Regions from separate parts of the Gossypium hirsutum genome. Here region 2 is linked to region 1. Evidence: chromatin contacts called from public Hi-C data. All regions are on one chromosome and are shown on one strand. The core of a region is the stretch at or near the end of the contact, and the rest is flanking DNA. Distances in the headings are between cores, read along the strand shown. Region 1 holds the start of LOC107954052 (histidine-rich glycoprotein). Region 2 holds the start of LOC107954056 (galacturonosyltransferase 8).

Region 1 (4,642 bases), core at 1,409-3,908:
CGATCAAATCAGTAGGAGTATTGCCTCCGAGGTGGTAGTTCAGCAGAAGTCAGAAGAACATCAAAAGATGGAAGAGAAAGCTTCAAATTTATATTCAGCCTTATGGTCAATTGAAGGTTTAACCGACGATCAACGGTATGATGCTTTGAGTAAAATTCCATATCATCCAACTCAATTGATCGTTTTCTTTAGTTTACCTTTTGTTGCCCGATTGGAATGGGTCAGAAGATTTCTTTCTCACCATTAAATATCAATGTTCAAACTTTTTGATGTTGTAAAACTATATAACATATGGATTATGATGTACAATTTCATTTTCATCTAACATTTTCTTAATATAAGTTAATTATATTTATGCAGAATATAATTCTCAAGTTATATATTGATTTTAGTAAATTCATATAAGAACATTTTATTATTAAGAATTTTATGAAATTATATATCACTATTAAATTATATTTAATATTAATTATTTTAAATTGTATAAATTCATATAAGAAAATTTATTATCAAGAATTTTATGAAATTTAATATTAATTATTAAATTATATGTAATAATTATTATTTTAAATTATACAAATTCATAAAATATAATTTATTAGTTATAATTATTTTAAATTTTATTAAATCATATATTTTAATTAAAATATATTTAATATTAATTATTTCAAATTTTCATTTATAGTATCATATATTATGATTTGAGTAAATTCATATAAGAATATTAATTATTAAGAATTTTATTAAATCATATATTTTAATTATAATATATTTAATAATAATTATGTTAATTTATATTTTACAGTATCATATATTATGATTTGAGTAAATTCATATAATAATATTAATTATTAAGAATTTTATTAAATTATATATTTTAATTATAATATATTTAATAATAATTATGTTTAAATATGATTAAAATATTTATTATTGATAATAATAATCTTATTAAAATTTAAATAACAATAACAATAATCATTTACCAAAACAAATTTATGCTAAGGGTATTCTAGTCATTTTAGTTTTTTCCATTATGCTATTACACCTCTATTCCATTCAACCAAACACAAGATTACTATTACGCCTCTATTCCATTACATTCAACCAAACAGTTGATTTGCTATTACACCTTTAATCCAGTACACCTCTAATCCAATACAGCGAACCAAACACACCCTAAATCTTCATTTTACCTTTTTTAATTTAATATTGTAAAATTATATTTATAATTGAATTATTATTGATACTGTTTTTTATTTTTACAAATGGAATTAAGAAATGAATATTTCTTTGTTTAGTTTCTAATTTTTTTAGAAATATCAATTAAAGACACATTGCCATGGTTTCTTGAACCAGATCAAACCGATCAATTAGATTGGTTAGATCGGAAATCGATTGGGTACTGATCTAGAGGGAGGCATTAGATCGATTGTCCTAGGAATTAGTACGGACCAGTTGAATTGGTTAAAAATCGGTTGAATCGAATTTTATTTATTATTTAATTAATCAAATTAGGTTAATCGATGACCTGATTTATTCGATTACAGGTCTAGTTTTGAAAACCTTGCACATGATTTTATTATTATTATATATAACCACATTTGTCTTCATCTATTTTATAATTTGAGACCAATCTTGTTCAAGCTAAGGGCAACATTCAGATAAAGCCCTCTCCACGGTGATGACTCTAAAATTCAAGCTTAGTTCAAATATTTAAAGTGTAACTTTCCACTCCTTACAACCATTTGTTGGTGTGCATGATAGTTTTTTTTATTAATGTACCACATAATTATCTTTTATAATTTATTCGTTAACATAATTTAAAAATATATAATTTTTAGTATGTATAATATAAATAGTATATAAATAATTAATATATTTATGATTTTATCCTATATATTTAATATATAGACTAAATATATTTATATTAATTAAGTCTTTGGTTTAGGTTGGTGTTATGAGCCAATCAAGCAATAACTCAACTAGAAAAATTATGAAAATGTTTTATCGTAATTAAAATTAAGTTATATTATTTGAGGTTATTTTAGTCTTTTTATTTTTTTTAAAAAATCAATAAAAAATTTAAACGTGGTGAAATTTGAACTCGAGGTATTACATCAATAAAATATTAATTTTATCATTAAACTAAAAAATTATTTTAAATATTTACATTTTTATTATATTATGCTTATTTTATTACCTCGATTAATTATATATATTGATAATATTATTGATTGAGTCGTGACATTAAATCAAGATTAATAACAACATCATGATAAATAGTTGTAGTGGATTTAGTTCATTTTAACATCATACATTTTTAATGCGTTGTTATTAATTAGTTTCAAATTATATGTTTGATTATTTATTGTATGTTATTTTTAAAGTAGCCTCTACATTTTAAATACATAGTTTTCATATGCTTACATGTATGATAGAATTTTTAGTACATATAATAGTAATTTTAAAAGTAACACCATAATAAGCATTTGGTTCAAATTTTACCGATGTTTTTTAATTGGACCGGTGGTCAAACTAATCAACTCATTAGTTCATTAGTTCAAGATTAATAAATTATTAAAAATTTAAAAATTTGATTCAACTGATTTTTAGATCAATTTTTAATTTAACCAATTCAATATGACTCTCCCAATCAATACTTTGATCAATTGCAAATCGGTCTACTCTGGTTTGTTTTTACTTAGTACTCTTATAAACCCTAGAGGTGGTCAAAAGAAAGGATAGGAACCATGGAACCTTCGCCTGGATGCCCTGTTTCGCACCAACACCGTCCGATGATCCTCTATCCGCATCACCACCATACAATCCTCTGCCCTGCCCACCACAACCACCATCATACAAAAAGCTGCCCTCTCCACCATCACCACCACTATACAATAAGCTGCCCTCTCCACCACCACCACCACCACCACCACCATCACCACCTCATTACTCACCATTCTCACGTAATCCCTACTTTAGCTCCTCTTGTGTCTACAACCGCGCCAAACGAAACCCACCATTCTGGCAATCCGTAAGTTTCTCCAACTCTCAGTCTTCTTTTAATTATGGCAACATTAAAAAGAAAAAAAAGAAAACAGCCTTCGATTAACCCATTTCTGTATTCGCTTTTCAAATTTATGACATAGGTTTTCATCACAAAGCTTAGTTAATGAAATTTTGAATTGAAAATTCGGGTGCTAAAAGATAATGTTGACCCTGAATACGTTGAAGTTTTTACCATATTTTCTCAATCCCACTGCCACACCATTGTTTTCTTTAATTAAGTAAAGAATCTCTCATCTGGGTTTTGTTTTTCTTTGTTTTGGGTTATTAATTAGGGCGTTGCAAGAGCAAGAGTATGAACAACTACAACAGGTAGAAGAAGAGGATGATGAGGAAGATGAGCCCGTTTTTGTTCTAACAGATGAATGGAGGGAGTTTTTTGCAAAATCCGAAGCAAAAAGAAAATTGGGTAACAATTTTTTTTCTTCATTTTTCATCTGATATTATGTTATTTCTAATCTTAGTTTATGATCTTCATGTGTATTTTTGCGTGGATACAGAGAAGAAGCAGGCTAAGAAGAAACAGAAAAATTAAATTCTGGGAATGATGCAAGATTCTTGACTCTATCACCTCGTTTGTCACTCAAATATAGACATATCGCGGGTCGAAGTTAGTCCGAGTCAGTTTTAGATTATAATGTTTTCAGGTTTGAGTTCTTTCTTGTTTAGACCAATTTGGGTTTGGATCAATTTACAAAGCTTAGATCAAATATTTGAATTATATACTAAAAGAAAATCTCAATTGAGTACTTAGACATTCACTCTAATAACCTTTCTTCATGCTTTTAATAGTACCATTGTAATATCATACAGGTATAGGTTAAATCAAACCAGAGATCTCCATGCTTTCACTTCTTTCTTAATATACAGTCAACCGACATGGCGATAATAGATTACAGTCATGCATCGCACTGGTGTTAGGTATTTGTCTTCAACCATCTAAGGCTTAAAATCGAGTTTGCTGAAAGCAGCATTGATTCGTTCATCTGAAATTTTGTAGTTTTCGTAGAAATCTAAAATCTCCATCGAGATGTTCTTCACCTGCAAGTTTTCGATGAAATGAAGTTAGAAATGGACACTTTTTTATATTACATATGGATTTAGTTGTTTTCTTGTAACAAAAGAAACCGTAACGCACCACATTCATATCGACACTAAGCTCTTCAAACCAAGTGGTGATATCTTTCTCTCTGTGTACACTAGCAATGTACATGCAAGCTAAGGCAATCAAATATGGTGGATGTATAAGAATAAGGTCCATCTTGTATGTGTCGTTTACGAGTCCCCTGTGTTACAAGAAAACAGAAACATGTTTTTAGTACAGTCAAGACCAAGACAAATTTAGACCAACTGTCGATCACGAAAGACTACGTGCTCATTAGTGCAGCTGCTGTCTGGTCCAATGTTACTTACCTTTACATGCAAGAAACCAACTACATATGTTATACGAGGGATAATAAAGTACTCTGAAATTTCCATCAACAACTTAGGTTTATTTCAGTTCAGATAAAACGGTTTTCTTGAATACAAACTTTGCTTAATTTCTACCTCAACCGACTTCAATTTTCGGTTT
Region 2 (4,642 bases), core at 1,514-4,013, 160 kb after region 1:
ATAACCGAGTCCGAGTACATGCCAAGACTTGTTTAGTGGTTTCGTCGTGGAATAAAATGTGATTAAACCGGGAGGCAAAGTTCCTAATTTCCACAAGGTCCGGTTTTCATTCTGCAAAATCAAGTTAGTTCATCGATTATCGATAACTGAACTAGAAATGCTGAATAATGATGACAGGCAGCCATAAAGAACATAATCCGAGAAAACACCCAAAGAACATCTAGTTCTAGCATTTCCAATTCCACAGTTGCATTCTCAATTAGTGTTACTTGCACCAAACTCCACCAAACTTCACCAAACTTCGACCTATATTCTAACGAATCCCAATCTTGCAAAACATTCCAATTGAGTTCTCAACAAGTCAGTTTTAATCAAATCCTTCTATTAGCCTAAGTGTCAACTTGGACATTGAATTCTAGCTTGGATCTTACGTTTACGTGAAACATATTAAAAACACGTAAATCAAAAAAGCATATATACCCATTGCATGTATAACGATCAAACATGTTGAAAAACCATACAATGACATTAAAATTTAGGACTATTTCTTTTTGTTCAATGTCATATTCAAGTTGTTTGTGTTTAAAATTTAATCCATGTGTTTAAATAAGCTCTATATTATATTTGATTTTAGCATATTTAACTTCTAAATTGACTACTAGAATGATGTAAGAACCTGAATAGTATGATGCTTAAATAACTCACTTAATGTTTTGGAGTTCCATACCGATTTAGAATCTGGACCAAAGTTAGAGGACATTCGCTGTAATTAACCCTTAATTAAAATGCTTTAAGCTTTGAAACAGGACAATCAAGCTATACTAACTAAAAAAGGTTGCATCATCCAATGGCATAAATCAAGCACCAAAAGTAGCACAAGCAAGGCATAATAAATCAATCAAACAACAAGAGAGTGGCAACGAAAGCGTACCAGATTCTGCCAGTAATGATATTCCTCAGTACATTTTTCCCTCCTCCAAGCGTCCAAATCGAAGAAATTCATCCCATAAGCCCAAGCACACGCCTTGGGATTAAACTTCTGTTTGATCAAAGGATGCGAGAAATTCATATACTGCGCGTACCTATGGAAAGACCCAAAGCAAGTCTCCACCGCCCCATTCACTTTCCCATCCATATCAATCTTCCACAACCCTGTCAAATCCTTTTGCACAACAATATCGTCGTCCAAAAACAGTATCCTATGCAGTGTGGGATACATCTCTGGTAAATAAAACCTCAAGTGATTCAAAATTGACAAATACTTTGGGTTCCTAAACTTCATGTTAGTAGTATCTTTCGTGGCATTTTCGAGCGTGTTCTCAAAGTAAAACTTCTGCAAATTTGCGGATTCTAACTGTCTCAACACTGGGACATAAGAAGAATTCAAAAACTTATAATCCTCAACTGCTTTAACTTCAATGTGTGCTCCATTGTAATCTTTCAATTTGAACATAACCTGCATTGCTCCAAGATTCATCTTATCAGTCACTACATGGAAAACGTGTTTCCAGGGCTCTTTGGCGTTCTTCGTGGCGGAATTCACCACCACTGATGCTGCAAGTACGTTATCCGAAAAAATCGCATAATGATAAAGCTTAGGGTCCTCAAACTCAGGAGGAGTTGGCTTCCCTTCATCGGTATACTTCTCTGGATGTGCGATACGTTCCTCCATCAACCTCATTGCCAAACAATGTAAGCTCTTAGGGATTGATTTGGCCGCGATGAGGCTGGAAAACGCACCTTGCTTTTTCGCTTTTGTCAGCTGCTCGTTGACAGCGAAGATCGTATCTTTCAATTTCTGGATCTTGAGTTGGTTATCAAAAGATTCCTTGGCTTCCGAAATCATTTGGCGCGTAGCCTTGATTCGCTCTTTCACTTCTTTCTCGAATTGCCGGAGCACCGACTCATCGATGGACAGTGAATCAGTTTCAAACAGAGCCCGATAAGATGGTTTGTTAATGAGATCCGAGTAATTCCGCGATAGATCGGCGAAAACCCTAACGAGCTTCGAGTTTTCAAGCTTCAATTTCCGAGCGTAAGACGCGTAAGCGAGGACAAGAGAACGGTGATCGTCGGCTTGTTTCCGGATCTGATCCAGTCGAGGCTTGAGCGGATCCGATTTAAGTGCCAAAACGGACCTCCTCGTGGATCCGATTCCATAGGAATCAGTTGAGAAACCCTAGAAAACACAAAAGAAACGAAACCGTTCCATCAATCACCGTATGCTTTCCTTCTTTAATTCATCTTTAAAAAACAATAATGAGTCGAAAAAAGAGTTTAATTTAATTTTCAGTTAAAATAAAGAGAAAGTTAGTTAGAACTTACAAGGTTTGTTTGAAGATGAGGAGAGTGAGAGTGGTAAGTGAAGAAGAAAGAAAGAGCAAAGAACAAACAAATTGCAAACGTAATTGCAGAAGCCAATAATCTAACTGTAAATCCAAAACCTCCGATCGTCGCCCCTGCTCCTCCGACGCCGACGCCGCTGTTTCTTGCTGTACGGTGAATCGCCATCTTTTCGATCAATCACCGACGCATCAAACGATTAAAAACAATGGAAAGATGATGCCAAAACACAAGCGCCACTCTCTCTTCACTCACTGATTTTTGTTTTTGTTGGATTTTGGGTTCTAAGCTTGGGAGACTTTCGCTTTCTGATGTTAGAGAGATTATGATAAGGGGTGTGGGTTTACGGAGATCAACAGCTTTGATTTCGTTATTGTCGGTGACAAGGTAAGCTAGCTGGGTGCCACTTGGAATTTGGCGCAACGCGGGATCCTGTGTGAACGCTCCCATTTTATCTTGGTAACATTTAGTCCCGAACTTTAACAATATTTGCTACCTTGGTCCTGATATATTTTTCAAGTAAATCCCTAAATTTAACAGTATTTTTATTTTGATCCTTAATTTTGGATTTATAGTAACATGACATTTTAAAAATTGTGTCACATCATCAGTTAAATAATTTTTAATTTTTTTATTTTTTTGAGAATTTATATAATCTTTTTAAAAATTTCATATAATGATATAATGCAATTTCAATATAACATATCATCGCACTTTAACAAAGCATAAATTTAATAATTAAAATAAGAAATTCGAGACTAATAAAAAAAATTCATAGATCAATTTTTAAAAATATTATCAAACATAAACAACTAAAAATTACTTTATTTCTTCTCTTTTTTATTATTGGAGAAATAAATCCATAGGCAAGTGTTGTGGTAGAAAACTATTGATTCTGTTTTGGTCAAATTAGGCATAATTTCATCTTTTATCACATTCGTAACTATCCCCGCTAAAATAAAAAATAAATTTTAATTTAATATACAAATTACAATATGGTGTAATTATATATATAATTTTGATTATGTTTCATATGTAAATATGAAATTTTATAGACATTTAAAAAAATAAAATATTCATTCATTTCATATAGTAATCGTAATCGTATTAACCTTTAATATAATCGTCTGTGTATATAATATATAAACCTTAAATAATGTTATAAAGTTAATGTATGATTTTATTTTGTTAGCAATAATACTTTTAAGAAAAATTCATATCGATATTTTAATCAAAATAATTAACAGCATTAAATATTTGAATTAGTTAAAGAATTAAATTATGTGAAATTAGAGTATAAAAATTAAATTTAATATTTAAAAACGATAGAGGGACTAAATTCAAATTTTGACTTTTTTCCTTTTTGCTATGAATGAGATGGTTGGATTAGTTGTGAATGAGAGTGTATTATTAATATTTAACTTGAAAGAGTTGGATTTTGACTAAAAGTATTATGTAAAAAATATATTATTCAATATATCTCTATATATATAAGAATCAAATGGATTGAAATTGAAAATTTTAAATTTTAAAAATTATATTATTTTTTATCATATATAATTTTTTTATTAATGTTATATAAAAATATTAAAAAATATCATCGTAATTGTAATAAGGCCCAATCGGCCTGGGTTTAAACACAAAAAAGAAAATAGTATTAACCCAACAAATAAGTGGCCCAAAATAGCCCTGGCCCAAAGCAAAACAAAAAACAAAAAAGAACCCTAGCCGCATGTCTGCCCCGACGCCGCCAGCAAGCCTCCAACTGCCGCACGTCTCGGGGCTAGCTCTTCCGCGTTTGCTCACCATGATACCTGCAAAAAACGGACTCAAAGAGTCCGGATGTGAAAAACAAGCAAATAATTTTATTTTTGTTTCTTTTTTTCGGCCTATAAAAGGCCATTTTTAATATGTAAATGGGGGGATTTTTTGGTATTGAGAGAATACAGAGGGAAAATTTCAATAGAGAACAGAAAATTCGAGTTTTTTTAAAGGTGATTCTTTTAGTTTTTTTTTTCTTTTGCAGTGACTATCATCTTTATTTACATTTTTCTTTTATCTTTACTTTCATTTTATTTCACTTAAAGTAACCAAGAAAAGAAGGAAGGGATCTTACCTTCTTCGTTGAAGTTGCCGGATTGTTGTCAACTCCGTCGCGATCAGAGCGTTGGCGCAATCGAACGGCGGTGCAAGGATGCTAGGGATGAAACCCTAGCAGAGCAAAAGGGGGCACTAGTTTTATTTTTATTTTTATTTTTTTTTCTCTTCTTATCTGCTGCACACGATTTTGTTTAGGAAA

Evidence for each region. A called contact is a pair of places that touch in the nucleus more often than the background predicts.
Region 2: a contact with region 1 is called in a Hi-C map of leaf, with 2.7 times the contacts expected there. The contact joins the promoter of LOC107954056 here to the promoter of LOC107954052 in region 1. A contact is called at or near these places in 3 of 34 Hi-C or Micro-C datasets (callus and leaf).

The regions. Positions count from the first base shown.
Region 1 is chrD07:12,318,383-12,323,024 of Gossypium_hirsutum_v2.1, forward strand. LOC107954052 (histidine-rich glycoprotein) reads left to right here and starts at 2,659. Exons shown (of 4, transcript XR_001699402.2): 1 at 2,659-3,037; 2 at 3,345-3,478; 3 at 3,570-3,716; 4 at 3,883-4,160. LOC107954051 (cyclin-C1-2) reads right to left here. Exons shown (of 9, transcript XM_016889516.2): 8 at 4,208-4,355; 9 at 3,827-4,110. The coding sequence ends at 4,009.
Region 2 is chrD07:12,479,232-12,483,873 of Gossypium_hirsutum_v2.1, forward strand. LOC107954056 (galacturonosyltransferase 8) reads right to left here and starts at 2,764. Exons shown (of 3, transcript XM_016889525.2): 1 at 2,326-2,764; 2 at 932-2,179; 3 at 1-111. The coding sequence starts at 2,511. LOC107956622 (a long non-coding RNA gene) reads right to left here. Exons shown (of 2, transcript XR_001700175.2): 1 at 4,460-4,642; 2 at 3,931-4,157.